Regions from separate parts of the Mus musculus genome. Here regions 2, 3, 4 and 5 are each linked to region 1. A link is a contact called in public HiChIP or PLAC-seq and promoter capture Hi-C data. All regions are on one chromosome and are shown on one strand. The core of a region is the stretch at or near the end of the contact, and the rest is flanking DNA. Distances in the headings are between cores, read along the strand shown. Region 1 holds the start of Slc27a4 (solute carrier family 27 (fatty acid transporter), member 4). Region 2 holds the start of 1700084E18Rik (RIKEN cDNA 1700084E18 gene). Region 3 holds the start of Spout1 (SPOUT domain containing methyltransferase 1). Region 4 holds the start of Tbc1d13 (TBC1 domain family, member 13). Region 5 holds the start of Pkn3 (protein kinase N3).

Evidence for each region. HiChIP or PLAC-seq counts read pairs in DNA pulled down with a chosen protein or histone mark. Capture Hi-C pulls out chosen DNA fragments and counts their contacts.
Region 2: an H3K4me3 HiChIP or PLAC-seq map of bone marrow-derived macrophages shows a contact between it and region 1, with 3 times the contacts expected there. The contact joins the promoter of 1700084E18Rik here to the promoter of Slc27a4 in region 1. A contact is called at or near these places in 4 of 39 promoter capture datasets (fetal liver, liver, neural stem cells and 1 more), 1 of 115 datasets of contacts at active chromatin or transcription factors (bone marrow-derived macrophages) and 1 of 9 other capture datasets (liver).
Region 3: a contact with region 1 is called in a promoter capture Hi-C map of adipose tissue. The contact joins the promoter of Spout1 here to the promoter of Slc27a4 in region 1. A contact is called at or near these places in 1 of 39 promoter capture datasets (cranial neural crest) and 1 of 9 other capture datasets (adipose tissue).
Region 4: an H3K27ac HiChIP or PLAC-seq map of embryonic stem cells shows a contact between it and region 1, with 12 read pairs. The contact joins the promoter of Tbc1d13 here to the promoter of Slc27a4 in region 1. A contact is called at or near these places in 3 of 39 promoter capture datasets (3T3-L1-derived adipocytes, liver and pre-B cells), 3 of 115 datasets of contacts at active chromatin or transcription factors (embryonic limb bud and embryonic stem cells) and 3 of 9 other capture datasets (adipose tissue, liver and pancreatic islet).
Region 5: a contact with region 1 is called in a promoter capture Hi-C map of liver. The contact joins the promoter of Pkn3 here to the promoter of Slc27a4 in region 1. A contact is called at or near these places in 1 of 39 promoter capture datasets (erythroid cells), 1 of 484 Hi-C or Micro-C datasets (the G1E-ER4 cell line), 1 of 115 datasets of contacts at active chromatin or transcription factors (pancreatic cancer cells) and 3 of 9 other capture datasets (adipose tissue, liver and pancreatic islet).

What each region holds. Positions count from the first base shown.
Region 1 is chr2:29,800,751-29,804,680 of GRCm38.p6, forward strand. Slc27a4 (solute carrier family 27 (fatty acid transporter), member 4) reads left to right here and starts at 1,884. Exons shown (of 13, transcript NM_011989.5): 1 at 1,884-2,210; 2 at 3,410-3,576. The coding sequence starts at 3,416.
Region 2 is chr2:30,235,750-30,239,679 of GRCm38.p6, forward strand. It overlaps 1700084E18Rik (RIKEN cDNA 1700084E18 gene), which reads right to left and starts at 1,882. Exons shown (of 1, transcript NR_028299.1): 1 at 1,448-1,882. It overlaps Lrrc8a (leucine rich repeat containing 8A VRAC subunit A), which reads left to right and starts at 2,020. Exons shown (of 4, transcript NM_177725.4): 1 at 2,020-2,056.
Region 3 is chr2:30,176,444-30,180,373 of GRCm38.p6, forward strand. Spout1 (SPOUT domain containing methyltransferase 1) reads right to left here and starts at 2,016. Exons shown (of 12, transcript NM_172660.4): 1 at 1,947-2,016; 2 at 1,477-1,522; 3 at 1,150-1,278; 4 at 880-1,039; 5 at 296-385; 6 at 172-221; 7 at 1-49. The coding sequence starts at 1,982.
Region 4 is chr2:30,131,761-30,135,690 of GRCm38.p6, forward strand. It overlaps Tbc1d13 (TBC1 domain family, member 13), which reads left to right and starts at 1,986. Exons shown (of 12, transcript NM_146252.3): 1 at 1,986-2,152; 2 at 3,037-3,110. The coding sequence starts at 2,130.
Region 5 is chr2:30,076,971-30,080,900 of GRCm38.p6, forward strand. Pkn3 (protein kinase N3) reads left to right here and starts at 1,728. Exons shown (of 22, transcript NM_153805.2): 1 at 1,728-1,820; 2 at 2,564-2,792; 3 at 2,956-3,101; 4 at 3,605-3,716; 5 at 3,786-3,913. The coding sequence starts at 1,806.

The sequences.
Region 1 (3,930 bases), core at 634-3,133:
CCATAATGTCTCCTAGAGCTTGATTTATGTGCTCTCTATAGCCAGCCTATAAACTATAATAATAAACATGTCAGCACTATTTCAAATGTGTCCATGAATTTGCACACCAGTGCTGTGAGGTGAGTCCTCCGTGAATCATAGCCACGAGATATTGCTTGTTTACTTGTTTGTGACAAAATTCTCCCTGTATAGCCTTGGCCAGGCATAAACTCACAGAGATCCTTTGCCTCTCAAGTGCTGAAATTAAAGTTATGTACCACTGGGCAGTGGTGGCACATGCCTTTAATCCCAGCACTTGGGGGGCAGAAGCAGGCAGATTTCTGAGTTCGAGGCCAGCCTGGTCTACAGAGTGAGTTCCAGGACAGCCAGGGCTACACAGAGAAACCCTGTCTCAAAAAACCAAATAAATAAATAATAAAGTTATGTACCACCATGCTTACCTGACCCCCAAACCCACTTTTGTGGGGTGTTGTTTTGTTAGTTTGTTTTTGAGACAGGGTCTCACTATGTAGCCCTGGCTGTCCTGGAACTCACTATGTAGACCAGGCTGGCCTCGAACTCAGAGATTCATTTGCCTTTGCCTCCCGAGTGCTGGGGTTAAAGGTGTGTGCCACCACCACCGCTGTGCTTGATCCCCTAAAGCCCACCTTTAATCCATAAGAAGGCACAGATTTGGAACTCTCTGCTGAGAACATGATTCTCTTGTTGGTCTGTGATGCACATGTCTATGAACATGGGGCACCTGCTATTATAGCCCTAGAGACATCCTTTAGCTTACTATCCAGCCTCTCCAATGGATGCAATCCTGAGCAGGTCCAGACCATCTTCATACCAAAATGTCATCTGTAATCCCTATAAACAGACCTTGAAGGTTGCCCCTTCCCCCCTTAAGAACTTGACTAGGTTGAGTCATTGAAGGGGCTATTTAAGAACAGAGGCAGTAATAGGCACGTTGCATAGTCACCCCAGAACTTTTCAGAGGCTCTCAATCCAACGGCTGTGAGTCTAGACCCTTGCCCACAGCCTGACAAAGCTCACAGTTTACAAAGGAACCAGTGTTCGGGAGTGTTATCAGTCAGGGTTAAAGTTAGTTACACAGGCTTTAAATCCTGACCTTTGAGGAGATCCCCTGAAGCTACTCCTCCTGGCTCTTCAGTTCTTTTTGAACCTTGCAAAGGTACTGAAAACTGTAAAAGTCCTGAGGGAACAATCATACTCAGCTGTGGTGAATGACCATTCCAGAATGGTCTAGAAGCCCAATGCCCTGTGTATTCTGCCAGAATCCAGCTTTTTTTTTTTTTCAGCAAGTGGTATTGAACATTTGCTAAATTCTATTTCAAGACAAATGTAGTAGTTAATGTCTGTAATGCCAGCGCTCTGGGCTGAAGTAGATTAACTACAGCAAGATCCAGGGCAAAGTTACTACCCTGTTTCAAAAAACAAACAGGACTGACAAGGTGGATCAGGAAAAGGTGCCTGTTCCCAAGACTGAGGGCCAAGCCTAGTAACCTTAGTATGATCCCTGGAGCCCATGGTGTAAGAACAGAACCAACTCCCACGAGTTGTCCTCTGACCACACAGGGTCTTTGGCATATGTATCTACACATACACAAATAAGCAAACAAATGTAAATAATAATAATAAGTTAAACAAATTCTACTTGGGCCTTAGCTTCTGGCTATGTATTCTCAAATGGTCTGTGGGCGGGTTTATGCTACCTGGATCCCCTGGTCCAGGAAATGGCAGAGAGGAACGACCCAAGGAGCACTGCCTGACCAGGGCAACTTCAGCAGCCTGAACAAGCTAGACTACTAGGACTACAACTCCCAGCATGCCGTGCGGCTCAGCCTACCACTCCCAGCGGGCCGGGCGGCTGCGGAGGCAGTGGTGCGCGCAGGGCTGGAGGGGCTGGGCGGTGTCGGGCGCGCTGGGGCTGGGTTGCGCTGAGGTGCACGGACTCAGAAGCTCGCCCTCTGCGGGGACGGCACAGAAGGCGGTGCTGCCGGCTGGCACAGCCGGTGCGGGTGCGGGAGGCGGGTGGGGGTGGAGCGGGGCAGAGGTACAGACCCTACAAGGACGAGGAGTGGGCCAGACGCACCGAGGCTCGGCTGTGTGTGCCCCGGGGCGGCCGATGCCCCCAGCGCACCGCACTCCGCTGCCGCAACCGGGCCGCATCCTGACGGGGCGCCGCGCCGCGCAGCCGCAGCCGGGTGAGCTAAGGCGGGGACGGCGGCTTTCTGAGCGGGGAAAATGTGCCAGGCCGAGCAGGGGGAGACGGCGGTGCCGGCTCGGACTGAGGGGCGCGCCCTCCTTCTCCCAACCCCGAGAACGCTCTGATGTCCTGGCTATCTAGAGGCAATCGGTCCGTGGCGCCCCTCCTGTCCTGTCTCCTCTCTCAGCGGTCTTGGACCGGCTCCTAGCTTGCTTTTTGACTGCCTCTGTCAGAGAGCTAAGGATCTTAGCGATCCTGCGGTAGTCCTCCCACCCATTGCTTTATGCTTTTCTCCAGAAGGCAGTCTCATAAGGGATTCCCTGTGTTCCAGGCCGTGGTCCTCCGCCTAGCTTGGAGATATTCAGGCTACTTCATATCTTTGACCTTCCTCTCTTCCCAAGAAAAGCAATCCATTAGCAGTCCTCTTGACTAAATCCATAAAGAAGAGGGAATAGAGCGTGGGCCTTAATCTCTGCCCTGGGCTTCAACACAGCCTTTCCCCTTCTCAGCCCTAGTCCTCAAAGATCCATCTGAATGTGTGGGTACTTCCAAATCCTTTTCCTGTCCAACAATCACCTCTTTCCACCCTACCCCTGGGCTGTCACCTCTCAGGCCCCTCCTGCCTCTAAGCCATTTGCTGGCTCGCCCTCTATGGACCGGTAGAGGCACAACGCTACCTTGAGTCTGTGGGCCAGAGACTGTGCAGGGCTCCCTTCCCAGGAAGCTGCCCTTTTTGGTGTTGTCATTTCCAGAACCTCCTGGAGTCCCTAGGAGAGACACTTCTATCAGCACCTGTCTCCCGGCCATCTGGTTAGGTTGCTTGAATATCGGTGAATGGACTGTCCTGTTTGGGTTAGAAAGGTTCTAAGAACAAGTCTTACTAGCCCAATGCATAGAGCAAGGTGCTATGGCCTGAAGTAGGAAAGGGGCTAGCACAAGGTCACTTGACAAGGTGGTCAAAGATAGAACCAGAAGCTAGATCATCCTCTTGTTTCTTAACCCCAGAGCTGTAGATTTCAAGGCCCCTCCAACTTGGCATGGAACCAAAGCCTTGAACCTTTTTTAAGCCACCCCTTTTAAGGTGACTAGGCAATCCCCATAGGCTGACCCTTTGGGCTCATACTGAAGTGGCTGCTGGTGCAGAAGTAGCGGCCCCTAAAGAAGGAATTGTGTCTCCTAACCACCTTGTACCTGCAGGTCACAATGCTACTTGGAGCATCTCTGGTGGGGGCGCTACTGTTCTCCAAGCTAGTGCTGAAGCTGCCCTGGACCCAGGTGGGATTCTCCCTGTTGCTCCTGTACTTGGGGTCTGGTGGCTGGCGTTTCATCCGGGTCTTCATCAAGACGGTCAGGAGAGATATCTTGTGAGTACCATATCTAGCCTCCCTTGGGGTCTCAACTGTGCTGGGCTTTACCAGCCATTATCCCTGCCAGCACAAGACATCTGGGTTATTAAAGGAACAGTGTCTTCTCTTTGCCCTTCTCCTGGCATACCTAGAACTTTCATCTCCAAGGTCAAGGTCTCAAGGAATCTCCTAACCCCGAGACTCCTTGACCTGGGGCACAAATCAAAGCAGATCTGTTGAAAGATGTGTCTGAGAAGGGTCACGAGGACACTGTTCATGGCAAGGTGAAGAAGACCCCAGAGGAAAAGGACCTTTCCTTAGGTTGGCACAGCCTGAAAGAGCCCAGGGGGACACTGGATGCTAGCACAAATC
Region 2 (3,930 bases), core at 632-3,131, 430 kb after region 1:
ACTCACAAGAAGTGGGGAAATGAAGAGTGGAAAAATACTGACTGCCCTGAGAACATGGGCCCCAGCCCCCTGCCAGAGGGCCTAATTACCCGGAACTTTTGAGAAAAACAACCGCAGACTGTTTCAATGTCCCAGGTGGTATTATTTGCAGATCCCCTGTGACTGGAGCTGTGGGCCACCATGTGGGTGCTGGGGAATCGAACCTTGGACCTTTGGAAGAGAAGCCAATGTTCTTTTTTAGTTTTTTGAGACAGGGTTTCTCTGTGCAGCCCTGGCTGTCCTGGAACTCACTCTGTAGACCAGGCTGGCCTCGAACTCAGAAATCCGCCTGCCTCTGCCTCCCAAGTGCTGGGATAAAAGGCATGGCCACCACGCCAGGCAGGATATCTTTTCTTGATGATCCATCCTGTTTCTCTTGTCCAGTGGTATCTGAATTTCTCTGTTGTATGTTTTTCTTCTCCTGGGAAGATAAAAACAAAACCCTGCCCCAACCCTAACTCTGGATTCTTTTGTGGACTAGCAGGGTATATCTTTCCCAGGGCAAAATGCTTTTTGGCAACAGAAAAAAAAAGCATTATCTTTGAAGTTGAAATTATTATTATTTTTAAAGTTTGAAACTAAATATACCTTAGTATGTGGATAAATATACTTATATCCCCCTTTCTCTTTATATAAATTTAAGGTTAAGGGGCTGGGCTGGAGAGATGGCTCAGCAGCTAAGAGCACTGACTGCTCTTCCAGAGGTCCTGTCACTGTAAAAGGGGGCGGAGATCATTCAGTGAGGGAAGGGTCATCTGTACAGCCTGTGTATATTAGTCAGCTGGTGCACACACCACTGATACCCAACTCCACAAAAACTCATTGCTGTGCTCCCTGCCTTTCTTCTTTCACGTAAGCTACTGGAACTCGTCCCATACTGGAGTACATGAAACACTTTGTTTTAATAGCTGAACAATTTCCCAACCTAAGGATTACTACAGTTAGCCTGGGAATTATGAGGACCCGGGAAGATTAACACACACACACAGCTAGCGTCTGGAGGCTTGGTTCTGAAGATGTGGTTTTATCCTCAGCTCAGCTCAAAATTCGCTGCTAACGTTAGGCTGGAGGTTTCCCGATAGAGAATTCCCCTCACACCCTCTGCCAATCCTCTATCTCCAGCCAGAAGCCGGGGAACCGGACAAAGAGATCCCCACCAGAAGCCCTTGCTTACAAAAGTCGGAGCAAAATACTGGATAAAGCAGATACTTAGTTTCAAAGTGACCACTGGACTCAGGACACACCTACCAGATTCCTAAACTCCAATACCTTCTCAAGCACGGCACTACCTCTCTCCCCTCTTCTACAAAAAGTTCCTAACCCAGTCCAGTCCAACGACTTCAAAGATCTCCTAGTGTGAGACAGTGAACTCGCCGGGGCGCGACTAATCGCCCAAGAAACCTTTAAATTTAGTTCAACTGTGTTTATTGCAGCGGCGGCGGAGAAGCCATTCAGTTAACTCGGAATTATGCGGCTTTTCAGGGACAACCGTCGCAAGCCGGACGTGTCGAGGCGCGCGTCAGCATCAGCAGGGCAGTTACATTTGCGGGCACCTGAAGAGTTTGGGCAGCGAGTCAGCTAACGAGCAGCACTAAAGGTATGAGGACGCTGGCCCAATGGCGATCGGAACCCGAACAAAGGAGGTGAGCGGATACTTGCGTCAGCTTGGGTCACTTGGCCGCTCTGGCCAGAGTAACGCATCCCTTAAGTTGCAGGGATCCCTGTCCCTTTAAGGGGGCTTAGTTCTGTCCCGTTACTTCCGCCCCGAAGTGGCTTGGCGCAGGCACGTGGACGGGAGTAGGGTGAAGCCGCCTCAAGCTTTCCCCTTAACAGACATGGCGACGGCCGGGATGCCGCGGGTGCGTCCGGCCGTGACGTCACTTCCGGGGCGGGGGAGGCAGAGTGGTGCAGTGAGGGACAAACAAAAGGAGGCGCTGGAGGAGCGCGGCGGCGGGCGGCCGGACTGGGAGGTGGAGGGCCCGGGCTGCCTGCGGGCGGCTGCGAGCGGAGAGCCCAGGTGAGCGGGTCGGGTGGGGGATGAGACGCGCGCTGTCACCGCACGGGACGCTCTCCTCGGACGCGCGCTCCGCCCCTTCAAGTTCTGCGGGGCTCTCGCTGCCCAGGGGCGCCGGCCACCCTGGCCCCGCGCTGGGCTTCGCTCCGCCCTGCCTCCCGCGGGCGCCGGCTCCGGTCTCCACCCTCCAGGCCGTGCGGCGGCGCGCGAGCCCCCTCCCGGGCACCCTGTTCTCCGCGCGCCTCTCACCCGAGTTTCCGCCGCGGTCCTCAGGCCGCACTTGCCGCGCTGGTCCCCGCAGATCCGCGCCCCTTGGCGCACGCGCCCCCTTCCCAGAGGTTCCACCCGGGGTTCTCTTGACAGCTCCCCCACCAGCTCTTACAGTTCTTGGCCGTGGGCTTCCCGGCGCCGGCTTCTCTTTAGACCACTCCCTCTTCCTGATCTCCCGGACTGTCCCCTGCTATGGGGAAGGGAGCACAGGCTTTTGGGACCTCAGACTGGGGCTCCCTGAACGACCGACTCCTGATATGAGAGTCTGTTTCGTTCTGTCCCTGTTTTGTGCATCTCTTGGGCAGGAGTGACAAGTACAGGAGGTTGTTGGTGAGCTGGAGGTCAGCAAAGGCGACCCCAAGCTGAAGGAACAGCAGAGTTCGGGATGACAGTGGCAGGGGGTGGGGGCTTGTTTTTTGAGATAGGGTCTCAACTATGTAGCCTTGACTGTCCTCAAACTCTCTCTGTAAACCAGGCTGGCTGGCCTCGAGCTCACGGAGATTCACCTGTCTGGTTCCTGAGTGCTGGGTAGAGACGTGGGCCTCTAACCTCTGTTTGAGACCAGGGTTCTTGAACCTGCCATGCACTGGACTGGAGTGAGTCAAGATGGGCTGGTTCTGCTTGATACAGTTGTTGTCTTGTTTTGAAAGAACACATTGAGTGAGCATTAGCTTTTTCTTGATGGGAACTGGGCTGACATAGTGGTAGTTCTAGGACAGCCACTCTTGTACAACCTCCTCTAACGCTGCCCTAGCTAGGACAGGGACAGCTTTAAGGATGAGGTGTGGAGGGGAGAGAGTCTTTGTGAGGATGGGGACACTTGTCTGCTGAATTTTGGAGACAGAAATGAGTAGCCAGAGGCTACAAAGTCTTTTCCTGCCTTGCAAGTGTGTCAGTGGTCTCTTTAACTCTGCCATCTGTGTTATGTCCTCTGAAGTAGAGAAAATGGCCAGTGCAGGAAGAATAAGTTGACCATTGAGGGTAGGAGAGGGGGTATATTCAGAGGCTCAGGGGTGGTGCCAGTGGGCTAGGCCGTTCATCCTGCTGTTTCCTTGATGAAGGTCGGGCTCTCCTCCAGCTGTCATGGGCAGGCAAGGGCAGGTGAGCAGTGTTGGAGGACAGCTTCCTGGAGATTTTCTGGGGTCTGAAGCTCCACATTGTTTGGGGGATGGTGTACAAAGCAGGGACCAGAGAAGCAATTGACAATACCTCCCACACCCAGGAGTCAGCCTCACATTCCTGTTCTCCATACCTAAGGCACATTTGCTAGGATGGAGTTTCCTTGCAAATCTGAATGGCCTTTGTGGAGGGCATGGGCTTCTGAGGGTCAGCCTAATGGGGCAGAACCCCCGCTTGCTGCCTGGAACCAGCCTGTTCCTAGGTCACTGTCCTGAGACTGTAGATTTTCCAGGTTTTTACAGAGACATTGAAGGGCAGGCTGACCAGTGAAGACCTCTTGATAACTCAGAAGGAATAAATGCAGACATTAAATAAATATAGACTACAGTGGTCCTGAAGCAGCCCAGAGGAGAGAGGAGGGAGTCTTGGTCATTGAGCAGGCTATCCAGAGTACATGTCCTTCAAGAAGGGACTAGAAGAGTCAGTGA
Region 3 (3,930 bases), core at 766-3,265, 380 kb after region 1:
TCTTCGTCCTGACGCATGTGGTGAGGGCTGTCCAAGGGGTTGAGGATTCCTGGGCAGGGAACAGGAGGTGATGATAGGACCAGGCTCTACCCCTAGCCTGTGTTCCCACCTGGATCCATCTTGGTGCCTAAGGCTGAGTCATGGGAAATGGGGCAGGCACACTAGCTGTACCTGCAAACTGCAGATCTTGGTGCTTGGGGAAGAACGCCTTTCTCAGGTACCTAGGGAGGAATGCATCTGTCAGGTCCATCCTGGGGAGGCTGCCTCCCAGCCACTGCCCTCACCTCACACTTACTGTGGACACTCCAGGTACTGTAGGATGCGGGCCAGCTGGACACATGCCTGCCCTTTCTTGCCAACTCCCCTGAATTCTCCTTCCACACTCCTGGAAAGATTAAGACAGACCTCAAGATCCAAGTGCTGGGCTTATTATACTTTTTTTTTTATTTTCTTTCTTTTTCATTTGTTTTTGGGGACAGGGTTTCTTGGCATAGCCCTGGCAGTCCCAGACCTTGCTCTGTAGACCAGACTGGCACTGAACTCTCAGAGATCCACCTGCCTCTGCCTCCTGAGTGCTGGGATGAAAGGCGTGTGCCACCACTGCTCAGCTCAAGTGGCCTTCTGGTCTCCAGAACCACACTGGTGTTTGTACACAAGCACCATAAAGAAATGCTAAACACAACCCAAACCATCCAAGTGCTGAGCCTCAGCACAGACCATGGGCAAAACCCTGAGTCCACTCTCTAGCACCAAGGGTGAGAAAAAGTGAGTCTGCAGCTGCCTTTGAGAGCTCCTTCCAGGCAGCCAGGCAGGTGACAAGGAGCAGGACAAAGCCATGGCCACCCCTGCTGGTCCTCCCCACTCCCCAGAGACTCTCACTTGGTATCTTGGCCCTCCTCATCGAACACCACAATCTCATCCACACAGAAGATGGTGCAGGCTCTGGCGATCTGGCCAGCCAGGTAGGTGCGGAGCTCAGGTGACTGGGCATTGTCCAGGATGGAGCCTGGCAGGGCCACACTCAGAGTGTAAGGCCGTCCTAGCAGGGACAGGGGATGTTCCTGTCAGCCTGACAGGCTGTGGACCTTCCCTCCCTTGCATGTCCCCATGGCTCAGAGATTCAACTTACCTCACGACCCAGCTGCTTACCTTGGTTGCTCCTCTGGGCCGCCGCCTCTTCCTCCTCTTCCTGGCGTTTAGCCTCTTCCTCTTGGGCACGCTGCCGCTCCAGTTTCTTCATTATCTTGAGGTCCTTCCACTTCTTTTTCTCCTCTTTTTCTGGAGAATTATTGGAGGGAAAGGACTTGACATGGGGAGGAGAGTTCCTTCTCGCTGGGCTAGCCTAGGCTCTGGAGAGGCTGCCACCACTCACTTGGATACACTGAGACCCAAAGAGGGCTCGTCGGGCCATTAGCTGGTTTGTGGAAAGGGAGGGCTCAGTGCGCTTGCCCAACCCGGCCTCAGCTTTTTACTTACTCTGCTGTTTCCATTTTCGCCATTCAACCCTTTGGCCATGTTCACCCTGCAAGTAAGGAGGAAGATTGAGAGGCTGACCGGTCACACATAGGAGGGGCGCATCCCATCGGGCCTCCCGCCATCTGACTCTCTCAAACCAGGGTAGAAGTACACAGGGACTCGCCGTGCACAAAGCCTGGGATCAGATCCGGGAAGCTGAGGAATGAATCCCCATTGGGCAAAAGAAGAAACCGAGACAAGGGGAAGACAGGTATGGCCATAAAGTCGCCCTAGGAATCAGAAAATAAGCCAGGAGAGGACTCAAGACACCGTCGCCCCGCGAATGAATGTAGATCGGACCAGCTAACTCTGCAAGCTCAGGCTACGGGAGAGGGGCGAGGGGAGAGGAGAGAGCAGAAGACCCGGGCCGACACCACTGTGACACGCTGCAGATTCCAGGCCTAGCCCGGAACCCATCGGTCCGCACATACCGGACCACACGGACGCTTCCTCGGGCGCTCCGCCATGTTTCCAGGCCCACCGCGCGCCTGCCAGTTAGCCTCGCCTCTTCCGGCCACACCTCCGCGGAGCTGCCCAATCAGAGGCCCAGCGGAGAGTGGGGCGTGTCCTGGGTGCCAGGCTGAGGCGGAGCTCAGAAACGCCACGTGCGAGTGCGGAGGCTGCTGCGTTGGTACCCTGTCTCCAGGGCAACGAGTTCGCAGCACTACGCTGTCCGAACCCAGTAAGGCTCATGTGCCGCCCTTTCCATTGTTAGGTACCCTGGTGATATTTAGCTTCCATGTTTTATGTAAGGGCACCCTATTGGAAATTACAAAAGACTACCTTTATCCAGTTCATTTGCACTTTCTTTTTATTTATCCATTCAGTTTCCTGGGACTCCAGCTAAGGCCCGACGCGTGCTAAATTTAGTGCTCCACCAGTGAGCTATATTCCCAGCCTCGTCCAGACTTTATTCTTTTGGTTTTTTAAAAAGATTTATTTATTATTATACATAAGTACACTGTAGCTGTCTTCAGACGTGCCAGAAGAGGGCATCAGATCTCATTACGGATGGTTGTGAGCCACCATGTGGTTGCTGGGATTTGAACTCAGGACCTTTGGAAGAGCAATTGGTGCTCTTACCCGCTGAGCCATCTTGCCAGCCCCAGACTTTATTCTTTATCAGTTTAATTCATTTGTTTGCATGTAGTACTTTAAATTTTTTAAAAAAGAAATTGATACAGGGTCTTACTATGTAGCTTGGACTGACCTCAAACTCAATCTTCCATCAACCACCTGAGTGCTGTGATTGATTGATTGATTGATTTTTGGCAGCCCTGGATCAAATCCAAGGTCTCCAGCATGCAAATCACTGATCAACATTCTGTGTCTACTTTAAAATCATTTTAAGTAAAGAATGAGAAGATAGGACTGAAAGAAGTCCCTGCAGAAGACTTTTAGCTGCTGCTATAATAGCAGCCATTGTATCTGGCATGAATTCCAGAGGGATTGTACCTAGGGTTTGAAGAAGCCTTTTGTAAAGTTATTGATTGTTGTCTGAGGTTTTATGGGGTTGCTCTTCCAAGGATTCTCAGAGCCTTTGCATAACTTAGTCCTGAGACATACCTGACAAACCAGGATGTCTCCTGGGACTTGCTTAGGTATGCCTGGGAATGTAGGTTATGCCTGAGTATTGCTTAGGTAGGGTTCCTTCAGAGAAGCCTAGATAAGGTAGCAGGTTTTGGTATACAGAAATTGACTTGCTACAAGTACCTTTTGTGTAACAGTAAGGAGGGTCTGCAAAATGGTAAATATGTGAAGTTCAATGCCTGAGAGGATGAGCCCCTGCTGCTGAGAAGCCTAACAGGTCCTGCAGTGTCTCCTTTTCTTTGCTCTCCTGTATAACCCAGAACACCAACAGGTTCCTCCCCAAAAAACTTTTCTGCCTGATAGTTTTATATTAACTTTTTGTTGTTGTTTTTGAAACAGGCCTTAATATATAGCCCTGGCTGTCCTGGAACTTACTATGTAAACCAGGATGCCCTCAAACTCAGAGATCCTCCTGCGTGTGCCGAGCAAGTGCTGGGATTAAAGACTTGTGCCACCACGCCCACCCGGCTTGTATTAACATTTTACAATGATCCGATACTTTGTTACAGTTGAGGAACAATCCTGACACATTATTACCGCCAACTACAGTTTACATCACTCTTTTAGTCATACTTTCTTTTTGTCTGTTTTGCTTGCTTTGGTTTGTTTTTTTGAGATAATGTCCATCCTCCTGCCTTATCCTCCCAGGAGCTGAAATTACAGGTGTGGGGCACCCTGCTGTGTGAATTTTGACTTTATTTATATGAGTGTTTTGTCTGTATGTATGTGTGTGCACCAGAGTCTTGCCTGGTGCCTGAGGAGGCAAATGGATCCCCTGGGACTGAAATTATAGTAGATTGTAAAACACCATGTATGTGCTGGGAA
Region 4 (3,930 bases), core at 736-3,235, 330 kb after region 1:
CTGCTCTACAGAGTGAGTGCCAGGACAGCCAGGGCCACACAGAGATACCCAGTCTCAAAACCAAAACAAAACAAAGCAAAAAGAAAAAAAAAGAAAGATTGAAAGACTCACCTTATATGGAATATCAAGGTTCAAGAAAAAAAAGAGCAAACTTGAAAAGGTGAACAGAGTTGGTGGTGAGTCCAGACCGCACTGAGAGTAGTGAGTTTGGGTTTCAAATTAACAAAGGGTGGTTGTGGTAGTTTGAATAGGAATGTCCCACAGACTCATGTGTTTGAATGCTTGGCCACAGGAGATGACACTGTTAGGAGATGTGGCCTTATTGAAGGAAGTATGTCACTCTGCAAATACTTTTTTTTTTTTTTTTTTTTTTTTTTTTTGGTTTTTTCGAGACAGGGTTTCTCTATGTAGCCCTGGCTGTCCTGGAACTCACTTTGTAGACCAGGCTGGCCTTGAACTCAGAAATCTGCCTGCCTCTGCCTCCCGAGTTCTGGGATTAAAGGCCTGTGCCACCACGTTGGGCTTTTTTTTTTTTTAAGATTTAATTAGTTATTTTATGTATATGAGTACACTGTAGCTGTCTTCAGATAGACCAGAAGAAGGCATCAGATCTCATTACAGATGGTTGTGAGACACCATGTGGTTGCTGGGAATTGAACTCAGTACCTTTGGAAGAGCAGTAGTGCTCGTAACCACTGAACCATCTCTCCAGCCCCCAGCTCTCTTTTTTAAATTAAAAAAAACATTGTGTGTGTGTGGGAGGGGTACTGAAGAAATAGTTCAGAAGTTAAGAGCTCTAGTTACTCTTTCTGAGGGTCTAGTTCATTTCCCAGCTCACAACTATCTACAACTCCAGTTCCACAGGAATCCAACACTCTTCTGACCTCCAGGCAGGTAAGTGGTGCACAGACATACATGCAGGCAAAGCACCCATACACATAATTTACAGAAGAAATTGTGTGCCTGTGTGTGCAAATATGTGTAGCAATAACGTGTGTATAGGGGCCCTGACCTAAAGGCCATTTGCTTTCCTTGATGGCTCTCCCCTTTATTCACTGAAGGTAGTCCAGCGAGTCTGTTTGCCGTCTAAACCTTGCACATTCCCGCCCCTCTTGGCAGCTCTTTCATGAATTCTGTGGATCCAAACGCCAGAGCTCACGCTCACGTGAGTGCTTTATTCCCTGGAGCATCAACAGCGAATTCACTTCTAGCAGAGTGAACTTCTTGAACCTTCAACTTCTGATCTTCCTGCTTCCACCTCTCAAATGCTGGCATTACTGGCATGTTTCCCCAAATCCAGCTACAAGGAGTGCTGAACCTGAAACCTGGTTTCGTGCATGCTAGCCAATGATTTTCATAGTTGCTCTTTTAAGTTCACACTCACAACTGAGTTTACCAACTGAGTTACACCCTTAGCTCCTGTTTTTCATTTTCTATTGCTTTAAAATTGTGCAATTACAGAAATTCTACTTGGGGATGGGAGTGCGGGGGAGGGGAGGAGTTTCAAGACAGAGTTTCTCTGTGTGGCTCTTCCTGTCCTGGAACTCTGTAGGTCAGTTCAAAGATCCTCCTGCTTCTAGCTGGGATTAAAGGCGTGAGCTACCACCGCCAGGCTTGCCAGAATTCTAGTTTATGAACTTCCAAAGTCAAGGAAACCTTGAGCTGTACTCCTCCGGCTCCTCCGAGAGGTATTTACTGAGCAACAGGGTCATTTCCATAAGGAAGGACTCGACATTGAATGAGACCACACCGGAGACTAAGTCTAGTTCAAACAACTAGTTCAATCAACCAAACAACTGTACCGCAGTTAATGACAGGGAGTGAGAGAGATAGACAAGTGTATTCAGTAATCAGAAACTGAGGGCGGGAGACTCATAGCCAGCGGGATCACTGACAGTCACGCCGTCCTGACGCTCAACTGACGGTTTGCCTAGCCTTAAAGAAGTCCCCGTCACGTGACCCTTGGGCGGACCCAGCGCGGCCCCGCCCCCGCGGAACGCGCACGCTCCAAGTTCTGCTTCCTGCCGGAGGCTTTTGCCCAGCGCCCCGTGTCCCCGGAGGGAGGGGGGCGGTGGCGGTGGCGGCAGCTGGGGCTGCAGAAGCAGCTCGGGAGTCCGGAAGTCAACACCATGTCGAGTCTGCACAAGAGCCGGTAAGGAGACCTGAGGTCAAGACTGCACCCAGACCGCTCCGTCCAGGCCGGGCCTTCGCACAGAGAGAGCTGCTCAGCGCATGTGCGGCCAAGAACAGCCCCCTCCCCCGGCGGCGAGCCCCCTTACGGTCTCATTGCCTGTGTGGCAGAGGCGAGAAGCAGAGATGCTTCTCTTACCTCAGTGTCACCTTTCTTTCTCTCTCACTCGGGACCCCTTTCCCTAGTGTCTCCCTTGTCCAGCCCCCTATTACCCTCCCCGCTTCCTCGCTCTAGGATTCGCACCTTCCCCCGCCCCCAAATGCCCCTGTCCCTGTGCTCCATGCTCATGAGAAACACCAGGGGATCCAGGTTCTCCAATCTGGCCTCTTAAATCCACCTCCTACCCCCACCCCAGGCACATCTTGCAACGCCCGCTAAATTCTGGTCACTCCAGGACTAATTTTTAGTCTTTTGTCTTTGCCTGAGGGCAGGCCCGAGAAGTCTGTGCCCCCTCCCCTTTACCCAGCCAAGAGCTTCGGGAGCCATGGGGAGATTGTACAAGTCTGTTGTCTGTGGATCCAATTACTCCTGGTTGCAGGAAGCTTGGTTGTGTGAATTCGGGTAGTGGTGTGCTGTGGGCTGGGCTTGGCCGCAGCAAGTGCCCAGGAAATGCCAGCTCGCTAACAGTGGACAGTGCTTAATGTTAAGTTCTCACTTCAAACCCTTTGGATTAGAATACCTCTCATGGCTTTTCGTTGACATGGCAGATCTTAGAGGAAGAAACTTGTATTGTCCACTTCCCTAAGCTGGTAGTTGGAGACCGTTGGGAGTGAAAGATCTTTGGGCTGGCTGCAAGAGTGGTCATTAAGCCTGTTACCTTGGCGTTTCCTTTTCTGCCCTTGAAGGATTGCAGATTTCCAGGATGTCCTGAAGGAGCCCTCCATTGTGTTGGAAAAGCTTCGAGAACTCAGTTTTAGTGGTAAGATGCACTTTTACTCAGGGTTTCCCTGGAAACCTGCCTGCCGGCAGAAAGCTGGCCCTTAGCTGGGGGGGGGGGGTGATCCCCCAAATCCCTTGAAGTGGCCTGAAGACTGCACCGGTGGTAACCCTTTGTGCCTAGGGAAGGCCTCTCAGCATTTCTCAGCTCGTTTCTTGAGTTAAGGAAGTTGCAGGGTGGTTCCCGGGTTCTCTACTTGGCTGTGGATCAGAGCTGAGAGTGACCTTTGGTTAGTGTTAAAACTCAAGCCGTAGAGCACCAATTTTAAGGAATTGAACTTCCACCACATTTGACTTTGCCCCCCACATGGTTAATGTTCCAGCACAGCAATAGCTGGATTTTTACCCCGTCTGTAAAAACATCCCAAGATGTTTGTAGAGCTCCTGTGGTACTGCCTAGTAACTTTTCAAAGAAAGAATTTAAGTCGCCTGTGTCGTGCAGATTGGGGTGGGGTGGGGTGGTTAATTGGCTCATTGTCAGGGAAGCCACCCTCAGAGCCATTCTTCTGAACTCCTGACAGCATTGCAGAAGTTGGCCTTCCCATTCTGGAGTGGTGTGGAGGCCCCAGAGGGGAAGCTGCCTGTGCTGATTGTGCAGAGCTCGGACTGCACATCACACCTGTCTTAATCCTGGTTGCTCTGTCTACAGATCCGTGTCTTTATCTGTAAGTGAGGACGATGCAGCTAATCCTCCATCCTTACTGGAGCTAAACTGGGAATTGAATGAAATGGTGGTTGTCTGGCACAGAGCCCTCAACAGGACCAATGTGGGGAAGCCACAGAGCCATTGCTTATGTCTAGCA
Region 5 (3,930 bases), core at 478-2,977, 280 kb after region 1:
GGTTGGTTGGTTGGCTGTTTTTTGGTTCTTCGAGACTTGATTTCTCTGTGTAGCCCTTCTTTTTGTCTTGGAACTTGTTCTGTAGATCAGGCTGGCCATGAACTCACAGATCTGACAGCCTCTGCTTCCCAATTGCTGGGATTGAAGGCATGGGTGTGGTGTGCTGGCGTTAACGCCAACCACGGTTCTGTCTGGCCCTCTGCACCAGGCACCATAGGGTCTTCACGACCACACCTGGAGGGCAAACCCCCACCCCCTATGTTCTGGGCAAATCCTACCCACCGGAGAAGTCCTGCCCTCACTCCCAGCCCCTTAAAAACCAACAAGGTTGGTTTGACTGATCTAATCCTTATGCTCACAGCACACAGTTACTGAACTTCCTCCTCAGCCCCTGTGGACATCCTTATGCTAAATCAGAACCTTGACTCCCGCTGAGTCAGAAAATGCGTTTTGCACAAGTCTGAGTTAGTTCGTATCTTATTTGGATCTGGCCATAATTTGGGTCAAGGTTTACTCCGTGACCAGGCCAGGCCCCAGCGCATGCTGCGGGCAAAGCTAGAGCAGAAATGGCCCTCGGCTTTCCCATCTCTAAGAACAGTTGCGGTGCAGAGCGTGACGCTGCTCCCGCGTGGCCGGGAGGGGGCGCTGCTCCCCAGCTCCTGCGGGGCGCGCGAGTCTCCGGAGGGGGCGCCCGACCGCGTGTCCCGCGCCACTTCCCGGGAAGTTTCAAGTTTGAAAGTCAGGCACTGAGACCCGGGCTTCCGGAACCGCAGTGGAGGAGAGGACTGGCGGGCAAGGCGCCATGGAGCCGGAGGGGGCTGTGCGCCAGGTGAACCAAGCGCACGCAGCGACCGTGTTTGCAACTCTGAGCACACGGTGCTCGGATCTTCACACTATTCTGGCCTCTCTGCCTGAGCCCTGGGTTAAGACGCTCTGGTGCCCAGGTCCCCGAAGTGACGGAGATCCAGCCCGGCAGCACGCCTGTTACCGTGGAATATGCCACCGGGGGTGGGGGTGGGGGTAAGATAGGTCAAGTTCCCTAAAATTCGATCTTCTAGAGACTTGCAGGAAGGTGGGAATTTGCCAGGAGCGCAAAGGTTGGAGTATACAGCCTTCCAAGAGGACTGGGGGAGCGGGGAGGGGGTGGGGGGAGCGGAGGGACGGGGAACGGGGACAAGATTGTGCGCGCAGTGGGCGTTGTCCCCAATACACCACACCCACAGGCTAGAACAAGTTGGCCACTAGAGGGATTTGGCTCAGCATTGTGCAAGGAACTCTTGGGTCCAACGAGGGGTCCACAATGTGGAGAGGTTCGGGTTAGATGTGTCACTTAAGCAGGAGAGAGAGATACTGTTCTATGCCAGGACAGTTAAAGGTGAGGTGAGATGTTTATGTAGAAGATAACACCCTAGTGTCAAGTCAGGACTTGAGGGGAAGGTGAAGTGCAGTAGACTGGAGCACCGCAGCCCTCAGGCAGCCTGAAAGGCTGGATCTCACCCCTCCCAGTACCCTTCCTCCGGAGATCCTTCTCGGCCTGTCTAGCTTATACACATTTTCCGATTTCCTGTGAGCCTCCGCCCTGCAGCAGCGGCAGCGAGGTGACTCAGGACCCCGGTGGCCAGCAGGCCCCCAGCTCTGTAAGAGCTTTGTTTGCTCAGGCCTTTGGCTCTGGCCCTCCTGCTTGGGGCAGCCAAAGGATTTCCTGAGCCTCGCCCTTGCCCTCTGACAGTTAAGGCAGGACGATCAACCTAGCTGAGGCCTGGGGCCCCTAAACAGAGTAGCCATTCTTTCATGGGGCTTAGGAGATGGAACACCGAAAGGTAAGGATAAAATAGTGTGGCTTCCAGGATCCTGGGGATAGGAAGGGGGTCAGCAGGAGTTGCTCTGGAATAAGGTCAGCCTCCGAGAAGTTTTCTCTCCCTGCCTTTGATGGTGCCTCTAATCTGGTGAACAGCTGTAGCTCCTGCTTGCCACTTCTGCCACAGCACCTGTCTGCCACACTATGTAAGGCAAAAGAAATAAGTTGTGGTGTTTTGGGCCACTGGCTGTCTCCTGCAGGGGACCTAGAGTGAATTCTTTGCCTACATTACCTCCCAGGTTCCGGTTGCTTCTCAGACCTAGGGAGAGCAGTGTGGCAGGCTGGGAGAAAATGGGATCACACTGTCCCTCGATCCACAGTGGCCACTCCTCTGTGTTGCCTGTGTGAGCAAGCCACCTAACTCTTCTTTCTTTGTTGCTCCTGTATAAAATAGGAATGAGAGCTAAGCATGTGGGTCTGTGTCAGAGCTCTTGTTTAGCACGCTCCAGGCTGTGGCTTCTTTCCCCAGGACCACAAAAGAGCGACTACTACCAAGGAGAAGGGAATTTAGTGTGTTGTTAGAGTGTAAACCTCAGTACCCAGAAGGCACTGGGCGAACCTGGTCTGTTTTCTCTCTCCCTTCTTTGAAAGGGAGACAGGAGCTAGACACTGCAGGGTTCTGAGACACTCTGGGGCTCTGCCTTTTGTATCTGTTCCCTCTTTGCTGTGGAGCAGGGTAGGCTAAGACTTCTCTGCCCTTTGCAGCCTGGGACTGGCCAGAGAGCCCCCAAGGATGAGAAAGAGATGGTCCGCCGAGCCATCCAGAAGGAGCTGAAGATCAAGGAGGGCATGGAGAACATGCGGCGCGTGGCCACAGACCGACGCCACCTGGGTCATGTGCAGCAACTGCTTAGGGCCTCCAACCGCCGCCTGGAGCAGCTGCATGGCGAGCTTCGGGAGCTGCATGCCCAAGTTCTGCTGCCAGCCTCAGCCGGTGAGCGAGGAGTCTGAATAAACCTGGGAACGGGAGACTCACGAACACAATCCTGGCCTTGGCTTTGACCACCCTATATCATCCACATGTTGTCTATACGGAAGGGAAGGGAAAAAGGCAAGCGCTGCTTCCCCGGGGTCTGAACTCTAGCCTTGTGTTGCAGAGCCAGTGACCTCGGAACCCCAGCCGCGGGCGGAGCAGTCCAGGGCTCGGCTCTCGGAGGCTTTACATAGGCAGCTGCAGGTAGAGCTAAAGGTAAAGCAGGGGGCTGAGAATATGATTCACACGTGTGCCAGCGGCACCCCCAAGGTAAGGGCTGGCGTCTGATGAAGAGGGGTAGGCCTGGCTTCTCATCTACCTGATGGGAGAGACGTAGCTCTCAGGTATAAGGATCACAAAGCCAGCCAGACCCTGTGCCAACAGGGAAATGCTACCCTGGCCCAGCTCCTCACCTAATGCTAGAAGTACAGGTAGGTGGGTGAGGCAAGTCTCTGACCCACACTGTCAGCAAAGCCCAACAACAGAAGGCTAGCGGAAGATCCAGCCGGCTGCCCGTCCAGCTCTTGGCAACCTACCCTCTCTTCTCCATCTGACAGAATCCTTACTACTTAGCTTGTCAAACTGATGAGTGTCAGGTTCCGCTCACCCCGCCAGCCTCCACCCCCCATTACCTAGTTCAACAAGGGAGGCTTGCCTGTAGTATCTTCCTTGTAGGAGCTTGAACCTTGGTATAACAGGGGAGGCTCAGCCCCACCCAGGCCCTGGTGGTCTGCCGTAAGCCCCTTCTGATGGGGCGAGTGTCACCTCCCCAGGAGAGGAAGCTCCTGGCGGCTGCCCAGCAGATGTTAAAGGACAGTCAACTGAAGGTGGCCCTGCTCCGGATGAAGATAAGCAGCCTGGAGTCCAGTGGCTCTCCAGAGCCAGGTGAGGCCTCTCAGGTCAGGGAGGGTGGCCCTCGATGGCCGAGGCTAAGGGTTCACCTCCGCCCTGCAGGCCCCGACTTGCTGGCAGAGGAGCTGCAGCACCGACTTCGAGTAGAGGCTGCTGTGGCTGCAGGTGCCAAGAATGTGGTGAAGCTGCTTGGTGGCCAGAGGATGCAGGACCGAAAGGCACTGGCCGAGGTCAGGCTGTGTCCCCG